4 separate regions of the Mus musculus genome follow, and regions 1, 2 and 4 are each linked to region 3. The links are chromatin contacts, called in public HiChIP or PLAC-seq and promoter capture Hi-C maps. All regions are on one chromosome and are shown on one strand. Each heading gives the region's core, a stretch centred on a gene start, on an enhancer-like site or on the middle of the called end of the contact. The rest is flanking DNA. Distances are from core to core; before and after follow the strand shown. Region 1 holds the start of Epb41l4b (erythrocyte membrane protein band 4.1 like 4b). Region 2 overlaps Ptpn3 (protein tyrosine phosphatase, non-receptor type 3). Region 3 holds the start of Frrs1l (ferric-chelate reductase 1 like). Region 4 overlaps Gm12530 (predicted gene 12530).

Region 1 (4,647 bases), core at 1,941-4,440, 150 kb before region 3:
GTCAGATAATTCGTCTCAAAAACTAGGTAGAGAGCGATTGAGGAAAACACCTACCATCAACTTCTGTACACATGTGCATACACAAATACATATACACCGATAGATAACGAAGGACGATACAATCACACACGCAGGCAGCTCTGTCTGTATTCCTTATAAAGGGGGTCCAAGAAAAGACTATCAGAGCCGGGTGTGGTGGCGCACGCCTTTAATCCCAGCACTCGGGAGGCAGAGGCAGGCGGATTTCTGAGTTCGAGGCCAGCCTGGTCTACAGAGTGAGTTCCAGGACAGCCAGGGCTATACAGAGAAACCTGTCTCGAAAAACCAAAAAAAAAAAAAAAAAAAAAAAAAAGAAAGACTTGAGGGGTTGCTTGTAGACTTGATAAAACAACAGACTTTAGGGTCTGAAAACAGCAGCTGCAAATGAGCAGCTGTTGGAACATACAGTCCTGTAACTGTAAAATGCAAGGTTGCTCATGAAACGTGCAAATTCTGAGGTTGAAATGTTGGTGACAAGAACCACTGTGTAGTAATGTCTGAAGACTTATTTCTCCTCCATGTAAGAGCTAAATGGGGCGAGATCCATCGGATAGCGGGGCCTGATATATTGGAATCTCCATGCAATTCAGCATGCCACTGTCAGAGGCCATTGGGTCTGACCGGAGTCACAAGTGTGGGGATCTGGGCTCGATAACCTTAATGGAGCCTGGAGCTCAACAGGAGAGAAGCTCTGAATAACTACACACTCAGATGATGCACACCAGATGAATGAATAGCGTTGAAAGCTGTGATTCTCCAAAGCTGCATCCCTTGTAGCGTGCCTGCCTTCCTATTTGGCTGACGTAGAGAACCACAGATACAGTGACTTAAAACAACATTAAAGCGTTACTTTGCCATGCTAGAGGCCGAGGTGGATCTTACAGGCTGAAGCCAGTGTTTCATTCCTTCTAGACTTCCTAGGGCATAAATCACCCTTTACCTTTCTTGCTTCTAAGCAGTGGTTCTCAACCTTCTTACCTAATGCTGCAACCCTTTAATTCAGTTCCTCATGTTGTGGTGACCCCAACCATGAAATTATTTTCATTGCTGCTTCCTAACTGTAATTATGCTACTGTTATGAATCCCTACTTCAACCTTTTTAACTCGAGCGTAGAACCAAGCCCACCTTTGCTACATACAGTGAAACACAACGATGCAAATGCAAGATGCATAGGTGGACATCTTGGAGTGGCTACTCTGCTGCAGCATTCCTGGAGATAGCCTTAGAAACTAGTCAGCTGGCCTGGGCTATGCCAATTTGTACATAGTTTCTGTTCAATCTTGTTGTGGGGGTAAAGGGCAGAGTGGGTATCCAATGGTTTATTGTGTAGATGCCATTTTACAGAGTAAACTGTCACATGGGTGGTCCCCATAATATCAGAGAATGAATTCGGGGCAGCTGTCAGACCTTGGGCAAGCATATTACAAACCTAAGTTCTAAATCCATCTAAGTGAACGGGAATGCATAGAACTGTCTTGGAGAGTTGGAATGAGGAGTAATGAAGATGCAAACGGTGAAATCTAAGACAATGCCTGGCTTTCAATAAATGTCTCTTTTGGAATGAGTCCTACATTCACCCCCTGTCTTCTCTGTGTGCTTTGCTGAGGTCACTGCTTCCCCAACTCTTTCTTAAACTGTCATTTGCTTGCCAACCATGTTACAAGCTCCACCAGTAGCTCTGGAGCCCAATGAGTCTGTATGTCAGTCTCTTAAGCTCTCCAAAGCTCAGTTTCCTCCTTTGTATGATCCAGGTAATAACCTGTACGCTAACAGGCTAAATTAAGACATATGGAAAGGGCTTACCGTAATGTCTGGCACAAAATTAGGGCCTGATAAACAGTAGTGTTATTCTCCCCAAAGGCCTGGCCTCCTTTCAGCTTCATTTCCCACATTCCTTTCTGCAACACAGGACAACTCACTTGTCTGTGGGCAAACCCTGAACCTGTGGGCATTGATTGTTAGCAATTCGCTGTCTCCAGTTTGCTCCATGTGCCCTATGCAATTCATTCTTATGTTCTGCTTCGCTTCCCAGGAGTCTGTCCAACCTTGACCAACCTTCTCAGTAGCAATAGCTTATGCAGGACCTTTCCTTAATTCTGGGCATGGGCGAGGTCCTTGAAGCAGGGTGTCTCCAAAGGAGTATGGAAAAGTACTTCCCCTCCTCGCAGGCCTCAATTTTCTTGTTTGGAACGGGTCCGTTGGACTGGCAGGTTAAAGCTCCAGCCAGGGTTGAGATTTTAAGCAGATAGAATTTCATTAAGTGGCAGGGACCTTCTAGGTCGCCTACTCCACTTCTGCAGAAGGAGAAACTGAGTACGGTTGGTGTTTTGTTTTTGTTTTTGTTTTTCTTCCAGAAAGAGCCGTGTTTTTCTTTGCCCTAGGGGTAAGACTTCCCTGGAAGGAGACAGTCTTATTTTCTTCATCTGGTCAAGCAGGAGGAACTCTTGGACTTCTAGGGGGTCCTGCGCGCCCGGAAACACGTGTGTGCTCACCTACGTGTACGCACGTGAGCGCACCTACAGCAGCAGGGGGCGCTCGGGCCGGCAGGGGGCAGCACAAGCCCGGCGCAGCCCCGGGGGAGGAGGGCGTGCTGCAGTGCCGGCGGCGGCGGCTGGAGGTGCAGCCCTCCCAGGTGGGAGGCGGGGGCTGCGGGCGCAGGAAAAGGCGCCCCGGGAGCGGGCGCTCGGCGGGGGCCTCCTCGGGCCGGGCGCGGCGCGAGTGGGAGCGAGCGCGCCGGGAGCACGCAGGCGCTTTGCTCCGGCTGGCCCTCGGCCGGCGCGCGGCGCGGGAGCAGCCCGCAGCCGGGTCCCCCCGCGGCGCTCTTCGCGGGGCAGCGGCCACGCAGCAGCCGGCACCGACCGACCGCCCCAAGCGCGCGGCAGCGACAGCGGCGACAGCAGCGGGACGGTCCCCCGGGCCGCCTGTGCGCGTTCTCTCCCGCGCGGCTACTCTCGGCGGGCGCTGGCCCGGCCGACGCGTCCCGCGGGCGGCCGGAGCGCGGCGGCGGCCTCGGCTGGGGCGGGAGCGAGCCCCGGGCCGCAGCCCGCGGGAGGCGGCGCGGCGCGGCGGGCACTGACGGCGGCGCCGGGCGCTCCCGGGCGGCGGCGCGGCGGCAGCGCAGGGGGCGGAGGCAGGGGGCGCCCCCGGCCAGGATGCTGCGGTTCCTGCGCCGGACCTTTGGCCGCCGCTCCATGCAGCGCTACGCGCGGGGCGCGGCGGGGCGCGGGGCCGCCGGGCTGGGGGACGAGCGCGACGGGGGGCCGCGAGGGGGCCCGGCTGCCGCCGCCAGCTCCTCGGTGCTGCCCGCCGCGCCCGGGGGCAGCGTATTCCCGGCCGGCGGCGGGCCCCTGCTCACCGGCGGCGCGGCTGTGCACATCTCCGCCTCGGGAGCTGCCAAGGCCACCCTTTACTGCCGTGTCTTCCTGCTCGACGGAACCGAAGTGAGCGTGGACCTGCCGGTGAGTGACGCGGCGCGTGCGGGGCACTAGCAGCCTGCTCTGCTTGGGTCAGAACCCCCTGTCCCAGTCTTTCTTTCTCTCTGGGAAGCTACCCGGGCTGTTTTTTGGGGACCCCTCCCCCATCTTCTGCCAATCTTCCCCAGCCATGAACCCTCCCAGACCACCAGCCCGGGTATGCTCTGGGGCCCAGTCTTTGGCACCTTGCAACCGCAGGGTTGCGGCGCCCTTCTTTGGCGACCACCTAGGATTTTTGTGCCTCACTCCTACCCCATGCTATCCCATGCACACGTCCCTACGTCCCCTCCCCTTGGCGCAGGTGGCTGGCATTCCCTGCCAATGTTGGCCTTCGGCTGCTGGATTGAGTAGAATTTTTCAAGCGACGCAGGGCTGTTCCGGGGTATCCCGCTTTGGGTATCAGGCCTTGGTGGAGAAGAAATCCTTGCCTGCTGCTCAGCAGGTGCCCCAAGTTTGGGAAGAGGCTTAGGGAACAGTTTTGCCGCTCTGCCTTCTCCCGATTCCCCGTGGATGGCCCCCATAGGGAGCCTATCCCAAAGTGCTCCCTGGCTCACAACCTCGCAGGGAGTGGAGCGACTTGGGAGCCAACTCAGGCCAGGTCCGCTTTGAACGGAGAGATAAGCCTTGGCGTGCTGGGAGTTGGCCCCGGTCCCCTCTGGACTGGCCTACCCACTCTCTCCCACACCCGGCAGTTTGCGTGGTTCGTTCAGGGCATCCCGGGGTGGCAGCACCAGGGCCTGCGTCCGGTTCACACACCCACAGGTGGTTGCACCCGGGCCCAGTTCCAGTGGCAAGCTAGGCCAGCGCCAGTGTCTCCGACAGGGAGTCCAGCCGCCAAAAGAGCCTTTTTGGCCGAAGGGGCCAGTCAGATCCTATCAAACGCTGCACTAACGGGCGCCCACTGCGCTGCGGCAGACGGTGCCTTCGGGAATCTTTGGGCATGACTGAAGACACCGCAGTAATTGAGCTTTAGATGAGTTACAGATTGTCCGGAGTGTTTAGGCCTCCGGACAGTCTGTAACTGGGTGGTAGGAATTCGTTGGATTTAAGGAGAGAACACTTAACCTGTAAGGGTTTCAGATGGGAAAAATCAGCCTCGCTAGCCTAGGCTCTAATGCTGCTTCCTGTGGGTTA
Region 2 (4,912 bases), core at 725-3,224, 210 kb before region 3:
TCAGGGCTGGAAAGGGCCTCCTACCGACCTATAAATCTCCAATGGACACCTGCAGTGATGAGAAAGTCCTCTTCCTGCCTACGTCCTCACATACATCTATGAAACCCCTATGTCGCCTGTGTCTCTCCCTGCCTGTGATCAATGTCTCATCTCACACAATTAAGACTGTAGTCTGCCGAGGCAATGTCTCTTCCCTCTGATATACATGCCCTTGGCTCCTGGCATCTTTATCCAACACTGGGCTGGACTGGGCTGACAACATAGTTCCTCCTGAGTAAGTTATTAGGCTGTCTGAATCACTTTCTTGAATGTGTAGTAGAGATGGTAACAGCGCCCACCACATTGGGAGGACTGGGGAAAGCTGGAAAGTATATATAATGAGCTCAGAGGACTACGGGTTTCCAGTGTCCCCCAAACGTCATCATCATCATCGTTGGAGTTTAGCGCTTTCAGATGCCTCGCTTCTCTGCTGTAGCCTTGACTCCCAGCTTCTTGTCACTCACAGATTAGCCAGAGTCTCTTCTCATCCCACAAATCAGGATAGAAAACTGTAGTGCCCAAGGGACAGCAGAAATCTCTTCCTGAATGCTGGTTCTCTGAGGCACTGAGAGGATGCTTCGAAGGGTGCCTGCTAATCCTAGCATCTGTTCTTACCTCCCCGGTTCCCATCTTGCCTACCCCCTCATCGTGAGAGACTGTCTGCAGTGCAGCTGGAATTCCCATGCTCTCCAGCTCAGCTCGGATCTTTGTCTGAAAGCCTCATTCTTCTCTGGTTTTGTTTGAATAAGAGGTGGAGTTGCTGGGCCCTGTTTTGAACTTAGAGACTCCCAGCTCCCTAAGCTAGCTCACAGGACTGCACCCTCTGTTTTCCTAAAGTGCCTCCGTCCATCAATCAGGTTACTTGGCATTGTGAGTAAGAAGGTGGACCCGCCAGCCAGCCAGCCAGGGTCAGTCCCCGCTGTCCCTTCTACCTGTGTGATTAAGAAAAATATCACCCATTTCTCAGGGCTGTGGGGCACTGAGCTGGCTGCTACGGGAAGCCTCTGAAGAGTGCTTGGTACATGTTCATTTTGTTGTTGTTATTGCTATTATTTGTGTGGATTTTGTTTTGTTTGGGGGGAATGAGTTTTACTCTATACACCAAGCTGATGTTAATCCTCCTGTCTCAGTCCTCTCAGGTGCTAGAAGAGAACACATGTGCTGTCACACCCAAGTGATCACCATTAATGCTGTACACATGTTAGCCAGCAGTCCCAATAGCATCAATTTGGATATACCTTAATGACTGCATTTGTTTCATAGTTTTAGTTTCTTCATACTAACTTTTTTTTTTTTGCTTTAGTGTTATTAACGTTTATTTTCTTAGTGTTTCTTAGACATAAATCCAGTATCGTTTGCCAAAGGTAAAAGTATGTGTAAAAGTCTCAAAAAGAGCTAAACAGAGCCAAGCACGATGGCAAACACCTGTAAGCCAGCACTTGAAAGGCAGAAAGAAGTACAGGGATCAGGAGTTCAAGGCCAACGTCAGCTACATTGAGACTTCTTTTTCTCAAAGTGCACCAACAAAACAAATGTAAAACCTTGTTCGGAAAGCCCAGGTGTTCTTCTCTCCTAAGCCCTGCCCCTGAGGCCAGCAACACTGATCTCGTTCCCTGGTCTGTGTTGTGAAAACAGATCACAAGTGTCAGGTTTGGAATGTTCAAGTGGCCCTAGACCCAGGCGCAGGCTTCCTTGGTGACACAGTGAGTCACTTGACATGCACAAAAAAAAAAAGAATCTGTCCCCATATCTGGCAGTCTCTGATTCTAGTGTGTTATTGGTCACAGATATTCTGTGCTCTGTCTGCCTTTACTCGGCCTTGTATTCTGAAACTTCGGTGCTCAAACATCACATTTCCTCAGGAGCAGTGTGTGGAGCTGACTCTCTGCTGTCCCCTGAGGTCTTGGAGCTCACGATGCAATTCTTCAGAGCTGACACCCGAATCCACCCAGTGACTCAGCACCAAGGCTGGCTTGCTGGTGTCAGGCTGCTTGCTGTTTGATAGTTCACTCTCCCCTTTCCAGTTAGACAGTCATTCTTTTCAGAACAGGGTGCCCCTGAAGGAATGCAGGTGACAGATTCGCTGCCCAGTGGCAACCCCAACTTCCCTTGATTTGCTTGTTCCAGGTCAGGGAAGAAAAGCTTTTTACGAGAAACCTTACCCTCATCCATTGCTCTTCCAGGGCCTGCCTCTCCAGCTCCCGGCTGCAGCCGCTCTTTCCTGTCATCTGAGTTCTCCTTGTGACCCAGCCTGTTTCTCTGTTTCCCAGTCTTTTCTTCTTACTGTAACTTCATCATGCATTTGAGAGTTCCCATGAGGCCTGCCCATCCCTTCAGCATCTCTGGCCCTGCCAACATTTTAGAAACCTGTTCTTCAAAAATCCCGGGTGCCTGCTTCCCTCTCCGGTTACAGATTTTCCGGTGACCTGTGCCCTCTCTCCTCAGCCCCAGTCCACGCCCACTTCCGACTCAGTCATTCCAGGTGAATGGCTTTGCCCCTCCTTTGATGTAAGATCAACTTTCCAGGACGTCCTGTTTGTTGCCCCTATGCCATGCCCTAAGTGGGTCTCCCAGTAGGCTCACACTAGAGTCCAGTGCCCTTCCTGTGCTGCCCTGAGTCGTAGGGAGCCAGCCCCCTGAAGAGTCTGCAGAGCCTGCAGGGTCACTGACCCAGGTCCTTATTTTGGTTAGGTTCTCTGTCGACTACATGGGGGTTTCTTCTTAGATGGATCGCTTTTCAGTTGGGAAAGCCAGTGCCTTCTATCAGATGTCTGACCCCATCCCACCCCACCCCCTGCCTTTGGAGGAGCTATATTTTATACCTACACATGAATAATGTGTATAATCTTCCTTTCCATCCCACCAGTCAGTTGACGCACAGGCTTTGAATAGGACTGTAAGGCTCCAGTTCCCACGCCGCCACAAAGCACAATGCCTATATCTCTTGGGTGGTTCTGAGTACTGGGATGAATTTCTAGGGACTAGGCTCCCAGAGTCCCACTGTCTCGCTGGACCAGAGGCAGTGGGTTTGCTCTGAGTAGCAAGCAGTAAAGCCCACGACTACCATGAGGCTACCAAGAAGAGGTCTGGGGTAGCACAGACCTCCTTCCTGCTCTCTATGTGCTTGAGAAGGTGCACAGGTAGGTTAGATGGATGGCTCCCTCCCCGTGGAACTTATTTCTGAATCTGGTTAGTTTCCTGGTGCCCTTCGGTGTCCTCCTGGAAGGTTCGACCCCAAGTCCAGCTGTTTGCTTTCTGCTTGGACACATCTACCTAGTGCTGTCCTGTAAGAGGATCCCAAAGCCACCACCCTAGCCCCTCGTGTGCACACATGTGCACATATGCAGCCCAGCTACATGAGCCCACGTCTGAGCCACAGGCACACATCCACTTAAGTACTTATGCCAGCCATCTGGAGCAGGTCTTAGCTCTCCTTTCTCTTCAGTTCATCCACTCACTGTTTAATGCCATTGGCACACATGACGCCCACTGTGTCCCTCTTGTCCCTGCCTAATCCCAGAACCTTCCTCTTTGTCTCCCACGGCAAAAGCAGCAGCTCAGTCGTCCAGTTTTCATACACTAGTCCATTCACATTTCCTTCAGCTGGGCCTTGCCAGAGGGTTGGTTGGTCCAGCATTTCCTGCCCTGCCCTGTATGCCCTGTATGGCTTATAGATGCACAGAGCAGAATGTTGCATGGTCCCAGACCAACTTGTATCCTTTGTGTGGCTCTGCTGAGTGGTCTTTTGTCCCCTAGGTGCCCAGGAGACCCTTCACATTCTGCCTCCTTTTCTTTGGCTTGAATGATCTGTCCTTGCATCGTCTGTCATACACCTTCAGTCTGAACGCCCTTCCTACTCTGTCCACTCCTGCCTCACCTGCCCCCACCCGTGTCTGTTCTTTCTTCCTGCATTACTTTGGCTGGATTGGAAAGCATCCAGAGGCTAGATAATGCCCTAATGTCTCTGACTCATCCAACCCTCCCCAGGGATGCTTGTTGACCAACTAAGTTAGCAAGAAATCAAGTGCTGATGATACAGCCTTCTTGCTTGGGCCCACGGCTCTCCTCTCCCACAACCCCGTCCGATGCATCTTCCTGAAACAGCAGTCTTCCTCAACCAAAAGCTCAGCCTTCAGCATGATCTGCTGGTTCCCTAGAGCTCTTCCTTTCCAAAGTCATTCAGTGGCATCCTTCCTTCCCCACCCCTTGTCTCAGAGTGATCAGATGGCTGGGACTGTAAGAAAAGAGTCAACCTGTGACTGCATCCTTGTGGAGACAGCATTCTGAGTCCTTATGGACCACCTGTAGCCTGTAGCCTATGGCCCACCAGCCAGCTATAGTGGTCCTTGTCCTTCTGCAACCTGCTTCCCCCATGGTAGCAGATTTCCTCTCATCTCCTCACAGCCTTGCCGTGCACTTGTCCCTTCGGAGGGCATCAACCTGGAATGAAATCTAGGCTCTGTCCCCATAGTTCTTGTGACCTGACATGGGGTGAATCTGAGCCTCCAAGCCTCAGTTAAGTCACTACCAGATAGTCACTATCCCTACCTCAGGGAGTAGTCTCAAGCCAGAAGTGAGCACTGTGCATAAAAGCAACCCCTGGAGCTTAACAGCTACTATTCGGAAGATGTGGGGCCTTCACACCCCTCCCCCAGCAGGCGTGAGAAACGGGCTCCCAAGACACCCATTGGGTTCGAGAGACTGGACCTTCAAGACTCTGATTCTTCTGGTGCGTCCAGACCCAAATAGACCTAAAATGAGTCCAGTTCCCTGCAGATTCCTTGTCAGTAAAGATGCTTAGGGAGCACTGGCCTGTGTAACTCGGCCTTGCACAAGGGGGACCACTTTGGAGAGTATTGTCCCCCAGCTATCC
Region 3 (5,003 bases), core at 851-3,350:
TAGTATGTGGGCTTCCATGATCAGCTTCTCTCATTTAACCATGTTTTCAAGGTTCCTCTGTGTTATCGCATGTATCAGGACGTCATTCTGTCTTTGTGGTTGAATAATGGAGATGATGAGGATGCTATGTTTTGTTTATCTATTTATTCAGTTGGCAGATGTTTGGGTTGCTCCTGCTTTGGGGCTATTATGAACGATAATTTTATGAACAGTCATACACAAATTTTTCTGTGTGAACATATGTTTTGGGTCCTCTTGGAATTGCCAGATCATATGGCAACTCTATGTTTAACTTTCTGAGGGACTTCCAAGATCACAGCTTTTATATCTTATGAAATTCAAAGTGAAAAATGACATACACCAGGCGGTCAGAGGCAGGGCACATCTGTTCCTGGTTGGATACTGAATGGTAGCACTAATCTGGGGATGTTTTATAACAGAAAAAAAAGGTCCTTTTGAGAAATTATTTTGATGAGAAGAGAAATAAAGGTTGTCTGTCTTTTAAAAATGAAAATGAAATTAAATGCTTCTTCTTTTAAAAGTGACTAACTGGGACTGGGAAATGGGTTAGTGGGTGATGTGTTTGCTGTATGAAATGAAGTTGGGACCCTGGGCACCTACATAAAAGCCTGGCACAGCAGCATTTCTCTATTACCCTAGTGTTGGGGTGGAAAGCAGAGGGAGGTGGATCCTAGGGATTCACTAGACAGGTAAATCCAGCAAGGTCCGGGTTCAGGAGACTGCTCAGTTAGTAAAGTACTGGCTGTGCAAACATGAGGACCTGAGTTCAAATCCCTGATGCCCAAATAAAAAACAGTATGCGGCAGCATGTCGATAATACCAGTGCTGGGAAGACAGGGGGATCCCAAGCTCCCAGCCCAGCCTGCATAGCTGAGGTGAGCTTCAGGTTCAGTGTGAGACCCTGGCAGGATTAACATAGTTAACTTCTGATGACCTGTCGGCTATATACAATAATGAACAGCTGGCCTTTGGATTTCCCAAGGCATCTCCCATCCCGATACAGCTCCCATGTCTTCCAGCCACTGGGCTAAAAATCAGTTGAAATTACTGGCTTCTCAGTATTTCATAGTTCTGTGCAAGGTTATGACATCAGTGACATTGAACCCTACAACCCTTTCCCTACATGGTCTTATTTAATATGCACTACATCCTGGGAATTAGTGATCACTGGTCATTATTGATAACCCAGGCAGTCTGACTTCTAGGTGTGCATTTGGAATCTGTTTTTCTGCCTCAGTAGCAGTTTCCTTACTTTATGCATTTTTTTAAAAAAAAGAACCAGAAGAAAGGTTTACATGCAAGGTTCTGAAGTAGCATCGAGGAAGAGATAGTGTCACTATTTCTTGCAGAAGACAACTAGTTGTCACCACCCCAACAAGGGTCATTTAAAGACAAACCTGGGATCTGTGTATATAATTGAGCAAATGAATGGCCAGATAAATAATGCAGTGTCTTACAAGCTGATGTGAAAACGTGGAGATTCGTCGTGCTTATCAGACATGGTTAGCTCACTTAATGTCTGTGCACTTTGCTTCTGGGGAAATTGGGTAAACCATTTGCCTAGTTTGAAAGGCTCAGGTTATACTCCAGCACTTGTGGCTTTTGCCAAGGTCTTAAGTTACACTTTCCACACTGTCTCTGATATCTGCTTGACTACGTAGATAGTGGGAGTTTGTGATTTCATCTTCCTTCTGTGATGATCCAGAGAAATTTATGAGTCTAGTAAGTTTTTTCTCCGGACGAAAAGTTGCAGGAGCAAGATGTTGGCGACAGTCATTCTAATAAGGTGTGGAAACTGGATGCTGGGGATTTGAGTAAGAGAGCAAATTCTGCTTTGTGTATCCAGAGTGGGGCCTGAAGCGATACAAGCAAGCTCCCAGGTGGTGCTGATGTTGTAGATCAGCGGGCCACACTAAGCACCCAGGGACCAGAAAGGTCAAATCTGGAGGCGACTGGGCGATGGGGAGAATAGAAAGAAGGACGCGAAGAAGGAGCGTCAGGCGAGGAGGGGGTGATGCTGAGCGGACGGGGGCAGGCTGCGGGGCTGGAGCGAGGATGCGCAGAGCGAGGCAGGGAGGCGGCGGGTGCGGGCGCTCCGCGGCTGCGCGGCGCGTGCTGGCGGCGGCTCGGTCCCGGCCCGCGCCCGCGGGGTCCCCGCTGCGGCCGGAGCGGCCTGGCTGCGGGATCCGTGCGCAGCGATGGCGGGGCAACCCCTGCGGCGCCCGGCCTGGGTACCACTGCTCCTGCGACTGCTGCTGGCGGGGATCGCTGCCTGCGATGCCAGCCCCGCGGACGACAGCGCGGGCCCGGGGGGCCGGGGACCCCGGGGACGCGCGCGAGGGGACGCGGGCGCGGACGAGGCAGTGCCGCGCCACGACTCCTCCTACGGCACCTTCGCCAGCGAGTTCTACGACCTGCGCTACCTGTCAGAGGAGGGTGAGGCTACCAGAGGGTGAGGGGCGACCTGGGGGTGGGAGGTTGAGGGGCGCAGGAAGGGTCCGCAAAGGTGTCAGTGGAGGCAGATGGGCACAGATGAGACTAGAGTAGGGAGCCCGGCTCTCTGACCCAGCCTGTAGGAGGGAAGTCTGGAGGAGCTGTCAGCGCCCGCTCCCCTCTTTACACGTGGGGAGACTAGGGCCGGGAGAGTCAGTCTCAAGTCTTGCGAGGCTGTGGATAGAAGGTGCTAAGCTTATGCTCCCCTAGTTCTCAGCGTCTGGCCTCCTCCATTCTCCTGCAATGGAGGAGGCGCCATCTGGACTAGAATTCCGGAGCCCAGGGCAGCAGGCGGGAAGCAGAAAACCCAACTTAGAGACAACCGTTGCACAATTACCTCCTGGTAGGTCTGGAATAACCTAAATTTACAGGTACTGTCGCTCCATCTTTCATTGCCCAGGCGCCAGAGATGGGTCATAGCTCCCTCCCCAGTCCACCCCACATCTGCTGCTACCACACTTGTAGTCTCCTAGTGTGAGCCACCATTGTTGGGACCATCTGGGCCCAGAGACTGAGATTTCTTCGCCAGCTTCCCTGAGGAGCTGTTTCAAAGAGTACAAAAGGCAAAGCCATTCTGATAAAAGGAATGGAAACTGGTCTCTTACTTCCGCAGCTTTCGGAAAGCTTGGCAAAGAGGAGCCAAGAATCAAGCTGAGGGTTGAAATGAGGTTATCTGTTCGTGGATATATCTCTTAATGAGGATGAGGTTCAGCTATACGCAGCATACAAATGTTAATATCATCAATAAGATAGGATTTTCTCTCTCACACAAGGAAATCTAGAAGCCCCACAATCCAAAGCTGGCATGAAGTCTCCAGTCTTAGGGACCTTTTGCTCCTTCGTAATTCTCAGCTTATAGCTTAATGACCCCAAGTAGCTGCTTGAACCCCACTCACTACCTTCACTTTCCAGAGGGTGAAAAAGACAAAGTGGGGAGAAAATACTGACTGCCTACTTATTAAGGATGCTACTCTGATAGAAGTTCCATAGAATGATTTTAGTTTCTTAGCCATGTGGTCACACATAGCTGTAAAGGAGTTGGGGACAGGTAATCTTGTAGCTAAAAAAGACATACAGTATCCACTTCAAAATAATACAATTATTATATTAAGGAAGGTGGAGAGAATGAATTGGAAATATATTTATTTCCAATAATATTGGAAATATATTTATTAAATAGAGACTGCTGAACCACCCCTCCCCACACACACACACACACTTAGTGACCTCGACTCTGGCTGTTCAAGGGCTGATGAAGCAACTCTACTCCATGTTGTCACTCAGGGACCTACGTGCCTTCCATCTTGTTGCTCTACTATCCTTTAAGACCTTGTCCTCATCTCTGTAATAGAAGATTGGTGGCTTGTATGTCTTTGTTCAAAATTGATGGTAGGGTGCTGGAGAGATGGCGCAGTTGGTAAAGCCCTTGCCTCACAAACCCTAGTTCAGAGCATTGGAGCCCATGTAAAGCTAGGTACAGTAGCTCCTGTGTCTGTAATCCCAGTACTCCTGTGGAGCTATGGGACATGGAGACAATAGAATCATTGGAGCATGTGGGCCATCTGATATGCAGCAGCTAACAAGAGACCCTATCTCCGGATGGATGGAGAGACCTGACATCTGAGGCTGTCCTCTGATCTCCACATTCGGAGCATGTGTGGCATACGCCCATCCATAGTCACACATACACATGACATGTGCATGCACACACACAGACACACACACAACTGAAGAAATGGAAAAGAGAAGTTTAGGATAAGTAATTATCGTTTTTTGGCTGCTTGCATAGATCGTCTCTTCTCATAGTCTTTGGCAATTACAAGCATAATTAAGTAATGTCCTAGCTGCAAGGGAGGCCAGGCACCCCTGAGCCCTGGAAAAAGGAGCAAATGGTGTGAGGAACAACACACTAAACAGAATCTATCACTCTGGGAGAGGTTAAATATTCCTAAGCATATTTTTCTGAAAGCACGTAGTCCGTATTTCTCCCTTACACAACCAGTCTGTCCTTCCAAGTGACTTAAAGGTAGTATGTGAGCACATATATTCTCAACTAAGGAAGAACAAGCCAGGCTCTGTGTCTGTTTACATACATGGAAAGAATGAACTGTATAAGCAGGTTTTATGAAGGCCAACATCAGGTGACAGTAGCTCCCAAGGAACGCTTTACAGTCACTCTGCAAAGTAGGCTTCCAGCCCAGAGCGTAGATGCTGCAAACAACAGGAGCATATAAAACATTGGATTATGGGTAACTACTCTGGGTATTCTTTGAGGAGGAAAAGCAACAGGAAATGGAATGTTGCCTTCGTTTTCAACCTTAAAGTGAAGCCTTCTGTGTCAGTCTCATGTTGTCAGCTGCTCAGGATAGAGGAGCCCGAGTCTGAGGATGGTAGTAGCTGCTGTCCCTTTGGCTGATAACAAAAACTCCCACTTATGATTGCTTATGATTAAGACATAATTATCTGGCCATTTGCAAGACATTCAAATC
Region 4 (4,631 bases), core at 1,616-4,115, 190 kb before region 3:
CCATCAAAAATTCCCTGCCTGTACATTCCAGGCTAGCCTGAGCTACATACACAGGAAGAAACCTTGTCTCAAAAGGGGGGGGGGCAAAGAAATACACAAGTTTAAAAGAATACAGAGCTTCAAAGACCCACTGCACACACAGATCTATTAAGTTTGTAGGCTTGCAAAGTGTGCCGTAGCACCTGGCTTGCAGAAGAAGGCTAGCAGATGTCATGAACAGAAACCACCTGAAAAGGGTCAGGTTCCTTTTCCTTCCCCATATCTGACTTTATGGGCTCCTTCCATTTCAATAACTGTTTACATCTTTCCCAGAATTTCTATGTAAATGAATATTTGTGGTGTTTTCAAGCTTATCTGTTCTCCTACTGTTCAGCTCTTGCCTTAGGCTTGAGGACTGTTTAATCTCTTCAGAGATTTCAAATATGCTATTTTCTAGTTCTTGAGATAGAAAACCTGATTGCTGCAGCTACCAACTGTATGTGGCTTATTTCTTTGCACAGTAGTGTAAATGTATTACAAACTCAGCTCTCTCTCTCTCTCACTCTCTCTCTCTCTCTCTCATTTATTTACTTGGCAAGGAAGAATGTGTTCCATAACAGGCCCATGGAGGTCAGAGAACAACTTCCGGTCATCACTTTGCTCCTTCCACTGTGGTGTGAGCTCTGGGGATCAAACTCAGGATGTCAGTTTTAGCGGCAAGTGACTTTACTGCTTGAACCATCTCAATGGCCCTCTGTCAGATTTCTGAGTCCTTAAAGCCCTGACAGTGGAAGTGTCCTGTTGTGAATGACTGTCTCTGAGAGGAGGAAACACCATCTTGGGTGGGGCGCAGGTCCAACTGCAAAGCGATTTTCTCTGATGGGCTTGTTGACTGTTTACAGCCACCTTACAGAGGGGTGGGGAGGGTCATGAGGCCTCACCCGAGGACCTAGGCACTCCCTATCTTTAACCTATTCTGTGCAACTCTGACTTAAGGCCTCAGGGAGGGGCTCAAGTACATAGGCCAGGGAGAGAGGCAGACCTCCATCTATGTGGCTGCCAGAAAGCCCTGATGCCTGCTGGGTAAAGGCTTTCCAGGTTTGGTCTGTGGTTGGAGGAGCACCCACACCACTGTAAGTGACCCCTCACCTCAGGAGATGGGGTAGCTGTTGCTTACATCTCCCTCTGGGAAGGAATTTTAACAACCATCCTTATCTTAAGATTTCACAGACCCCCCAGATTCCCTCCGTTTTATCAGCTCTAATCAAGTTTTCACTTAGAATTCCCATGCCATGCAGCAAATGTGACTTCAGATCTCGCATCTGGACATGGTCTGAAGTAAATATGTGCACTTTTTTTTCCCGTTTTTTTGAGACAGGGTTTCTCTCTATAGCCCTGGCTGTCCTGGAACTCACTCTGTAGACCAGGCTGGCCTCGAACTCAGAAATTCGCCTGCCTCTGCCTCCTGAGTGCTGGGATTAAAGGCGTGTGCCACCACTGCCCAACCCACTTCTTTTTCTTGTCCTTCCTCTATTCCTCCCTAGACAACTCCCAACTTCCATCTTCCTAGGCAAACACAGAGCCTGTGGCTGGACTTCTTTTATACACAGATAGAACACTTCTGGTTGCAATCACTCAGTTTTCACCAGCCTCCCTGGTTCATTGATGCCTATTTTTCAGTGTCTTTAACTAGTGGAAGGGAGAAACTTGAATCTCTTCAGCTCTAATCCATTGGCCCTGCTCTCCTGATGTAATGGCCTCCCAAAGTCCCACTTCCTGACACCACCATCTTTTGGGTGAGGCATCTATGTGGGAATGTGTGGCGAACACAACCTTCAGACACTTCCTCAGCAGGCGTGAGGAGTGAGTCAAGTGTCCAAGAACTGAAAACTGTCCCAGTGTTTGTAGAGCTAAAGTAAAAACCCCAGAGTACGGCCTGTGCCAGCCTTCAGGCTGAGGGGAAAAAAACGCCCTTTTCATTTAATTTTTCATTATTTTTAACTCTTCCTATTCCTTTTATCTCGAGGGAGAAAGTCATGAAGCTGTTTTGATGAGGACTCTCTCTTTCCATCAGAGGTCGGTGACACATGATGACAGCCAGGGAAGGGGCTGGGTATGGTCTGTGTTTGGAATTCTTGAAATTTGTTGGTACACCCGTGGAAGTAACTCACTCTCAGGGCTTCCTTCTCTTCTCCTTCTGATGGAGATGGATATGTCAGCCATTCTGCTCCTGTTTGTTGAACACAGGATCACGCACACCACGCCGCTGTGGCTCCGGTGGCTAACCGAAGAGAAAGACAAAACTTTACAGACGTGCAATCCCCTTGTGAGGCACTGGAGCTGGCTCTGATTCCAACTGCACTGCTGAGAGTCGGGGGCTTTGGAAAGTGACAGGTGAGCCTTAGGCCTTTAGCGTGGCACTCACGTGATTGATTCCTGGTGCCTTTATGAGATGAAAGAAAGGGAAGAAAGGATGAAGAGAGCAGGGGACGGAGGGAGCGAGAGAAAGAGGACTCAATATAAGATGTATGGTAGACTCCCCTCCGTTTAGTACTTGGTATCAAGTACTCCCCCATGATGGATGTACATGTCCCCTACCCACTCTTTCTAAGGCAGTAGCTTCTAGCTGTGCCTGGTCACTGAGCACATGAAATAAAGCATGACTGACAGATTTTTTTAAAAATTTAAATGTTATTCAATTTAAACAGCCACGGGAGCCCCAGTGGCTTCCATGTTGAGCAGCAGCACAACAGCAGTGCCCCTGCCCTCGTCTCAGGCAGTGAGAAGACTCTTGTGAGAACATTAACGCAGATGGAAACAGGCCTATGGGGTATGCGGCTGTCTTGTGCCTCCTGGGCAGAAGGATTTGGAAGGCCCTTGGCTGTAATGAGTGGGTGTGGAGAAGTGAAGGACACACTCGGAGGCTGGGCCCGGAAGCTATGGTCACTGGGTCCTGAAAGCTTTCGATTGTCTTGAGTCCTCTTATAGGCTGCATCAGCAGGGCCAGAGGTCACACACGCAAGCTGGACTTGACAGGAAGCAGTCTCGCAGAAGTCAAACAGAAAAGGGAGGGCGAACAGCTCACTCCAGTGCTTCTCTAGCTCTGACTCGCAGTCCTCGTGACTGAAAGCATTAAGAAAGCACTTGTAAAGACACTGGCATGTAAGGTCTGGGGTATAGTTCAATGTAGACTGGCATGCCTTGAAAGACCCTGGGCTCCATTCCAACATATTAGATGGAGAGCAGGGGAAGTACCTGATACCAAGTTCTAAATGGGGAGGGGGGAGGCTTATCATATATCTTATATTGAGTCCTCTTTCTCTCCCTCCCTCCCTCCCCCATCTCTCCTTCCCTCTATCTCTCCTTCCCTCCCTCCCTCCCTTTCTCTCATCTCATAAAAGCACCACAAGTCAACCACGGGAGTGCCACACTAATGACCTAGGCTCACCTATCACTTTTCAAAGTCCCCGGCTCTAAGCAGTGCAGTTAGAATCAGTGCCAGCTTGCGTGTCTCCCAAGAGGATTAAATTTCTGTGTATGAAGCTTTGGGGGATGCTCATCCAAACCTTAGCAAAGCTGAAAGGAAGTAACAAAGGAATAAATAAATAGACTTAATGGTAGATCGGAACTATATAATAGAGGAAATTTAAACAAAAGCCACCGGAATATCAGGGACCTGTTAGATCATATCAATACATGTCTTTGCATAGCTGTAACTGTAACATGCATTGGTTGAGGAATTTGGAACTAAAGACCCAGAAAGGAAAGAAAGAATGGAGTAGAAAAAAAATTAAGAGAATTTCCAAGTTCTACATACCAGTTGTTGGGTGGATATGAAGCAAGATGAGGCTAAGCAGGGCCTGTTGCTCCATATGAACAAGGTGCAGAGCTTGACCTGACAAGCAATCCTGACAGGAAAGGACAACCAGATACACTCAGGGACTTAAGATTAGAGAGGTGGCAGAGTATGGTGACCATCACACTGGAAAACGTCTTCACAGGTACAGCCAGAAATACAACTCTCCTGAGGCTGAGGCAGGAGGATCGTACCTGGGTACTTAGAAGACACTGTCCTAAACAAAACAAAAACCATTTCTTTTATTTTAAAAGATGACTTCCCCTCCGGGCAAATCTGCACCATAGGAAATGCTAAAAGAAACCCAGACCTAAATAAAAGATGAAAACTCAAATCCTAGGAGAGAGAGAAACAAAAAACAAAACAAAACAAAAAAAAAGCTTTCTGCAGGAGAGGAGAAGCAGAACCCAGAGCAGAATTACAAACTGAAAGAAAAGATGAAAGCTTTAGAGGAACATGTTCTTCCCTAGTCTGGGGATCAAACCCAGAAACTTGAGGCTCAAGCACAGTAGGCAAACACTTTACCACTGAACAGCCTCCCCAGCCATACACTAAGCTCATCTTTGCATCTGAAATGACCATAGTGTGTGTGTGTGTCTGTGTTATTTTAAGTGTGTGGGCCTAAGTATATGTGTGTGCACCATGTGTGTACAGGAGCCCAAGGAGGTCAGAAGAGACATTGGATCCCCTGGAAGTGTCCTCACAGACAGCTGTGAGCCATCAGCTGGGAACCGAGCTCGGGTACTCCGCAAGGGTGGCAAGTGCTGTTAAGGGCCAAGGCATCTCTCCAGCCCTA

What was found. Promoter capture Hi-C pulls out the DNA fragments that hold promoters and counts their contacts. HiChIP or PLAC-seq counts read pairs in DNA pulled down with a chosen protein or histone mark.
Region 1: a promoter capture Hi-C map of neural stem cells shows a contact between it and region 3. The contact joins the promoter of Epb41l4b here to the promoter of Frrs1l in region 3. A contact is called at or near these places in 19 of 39 promoter capture datasets (the 3T3-L1 cell line, 3T3-L1-derived adipocytes, the C10 cell line and 11 more), 1 of 484 Hi-C or Micro-C datasets (embryonic stem cells), 6 of 115 datasets of contacts at active chromatin or transcription factors (embryonic hindbrain, embryonic stem cells, forebrain and 1 more) and 3 of 9 other capture datasets (adipose tissue, embryonic stem cells and liver).
Region 2: a contact with region 3 is called in an H3K4me3 HiChIP or PLAC-seq map of embryonic stem cells, with 16 read pairs. The contact joins the enhancer-like site here to the promoter of Frrs1l in region 3. A contact is called at or near these places in 12 of 39 promoter capture datasets (the 3T3-L1 cell line, 3T3-L1-derived adipocytes, the C10 cell line and 7 more), 1 of 484 Hi-C or Micro-C datasets (embryonic stem cells), 3 of 115 datasets of contacts at active chromatin or transcription factors (all in embryonic stem cells) and 3 of 9 other capture datasets (adipose tissue, embryonic stem cells and liver).
Region 4: a contact with region 3 is called in a promoter capture Hi-C map of liver. The contact joins the enhancer-like site here to the promoter of Frrs1l in region 3. A contact is called at or near these places in 15 of 39 promoter capture datasets (the 3T3-L1 cell line, the C10 cell line, cranial neural crest and 8 more), 2 of 484 Hi-C or Micro-C datasets (brown adipocytes and differentiating embryonic stem cells), 5 of 115 datasets of contacts at active chromatin or transcription factors (the 230-238 cell line and embryonic stem cells) and 2 of 9 other capture datasets (adipose tissue and liver).

Annotation. Positions count from the first base shown.
Region 1 is chr4:57,141,699-57,146,345 of GRCm38.p6, reverse strand. It overlaps Epb41l4b (erythrocyte membrane protein band 4.1 like 4b), which reads left to right and starts at 3,190. Exons shown (of 25, transcript NM_001355492.1): 1 at 3,190-3,498. The coding sequence starts at 3,193. LOC108168956 reads left to right here and starts at 1,695. Exons shown (of 2, transcript XM_017320489.1): 1 at 1,695-1,740; 2 at 2,355-3,088. The coding sequence starts at 1,695. The coding sequence ends at 3,088.
Region 2 is chr4:57,199,948-57,204,859 of GRCm38.p6, reverse strand. All of the region lies in intron 22 of Ptpn3 (protein tyrosine phosphatase, non-receptor type 3), which reads left to right. Among named protein-coding and RNA genes, the nearest start is that of Gm12530, 30 kb to the right of the region's middle. Within about 2 kb of position 1,974, at least 104 of the 459 cell types and tissues checked have an H3K27ac peak or open chromatin away from gene starts, as enhancers often do. A contact at or near this core is called in adipose tissue, embryonic stem cells and stem cell-derived epiblast-like cells, where this site is marked.
Region 3 is chr4:56,987,488-56,992,490 of GRCm38.p6, reverse strand. It overlaps Frrs1l (ferric-chelate reductase 1 like), which reads left to right and starts at 2,100. Exons shown (of 5, transcript NM_001142965.1): 1 at 2,100-2,457. The coding sequence starts at 2,220. It overlaps Epb41l4b (erythrocyte membrane protein band 4.1 like 4b), which reads left to right. Exons shown (of 25, transcript NM_001355492.1): 25 at 1-519.
Region 4 is chr4:57,173,880-57,178,510 of GRCm38.p6, reverse strand. Gm12530 (predicted gene 12530) reads right to left here. Exons shown (of 5, transcript NR_040669.1): 3 at 3,797-4,052; 4 at 3,428-3,555; 5 at 1,957-3,102. Among named protein-coding and RNA genes, the nearest start is that of Gm12530, 4.1 kb to the right of the region's middle. Within about 2 kb of position 2,865, at least 14 of the 459 cell types and tissues checked have an H3K27ac peak or open chromatin away from gene starts, as enhancers often do.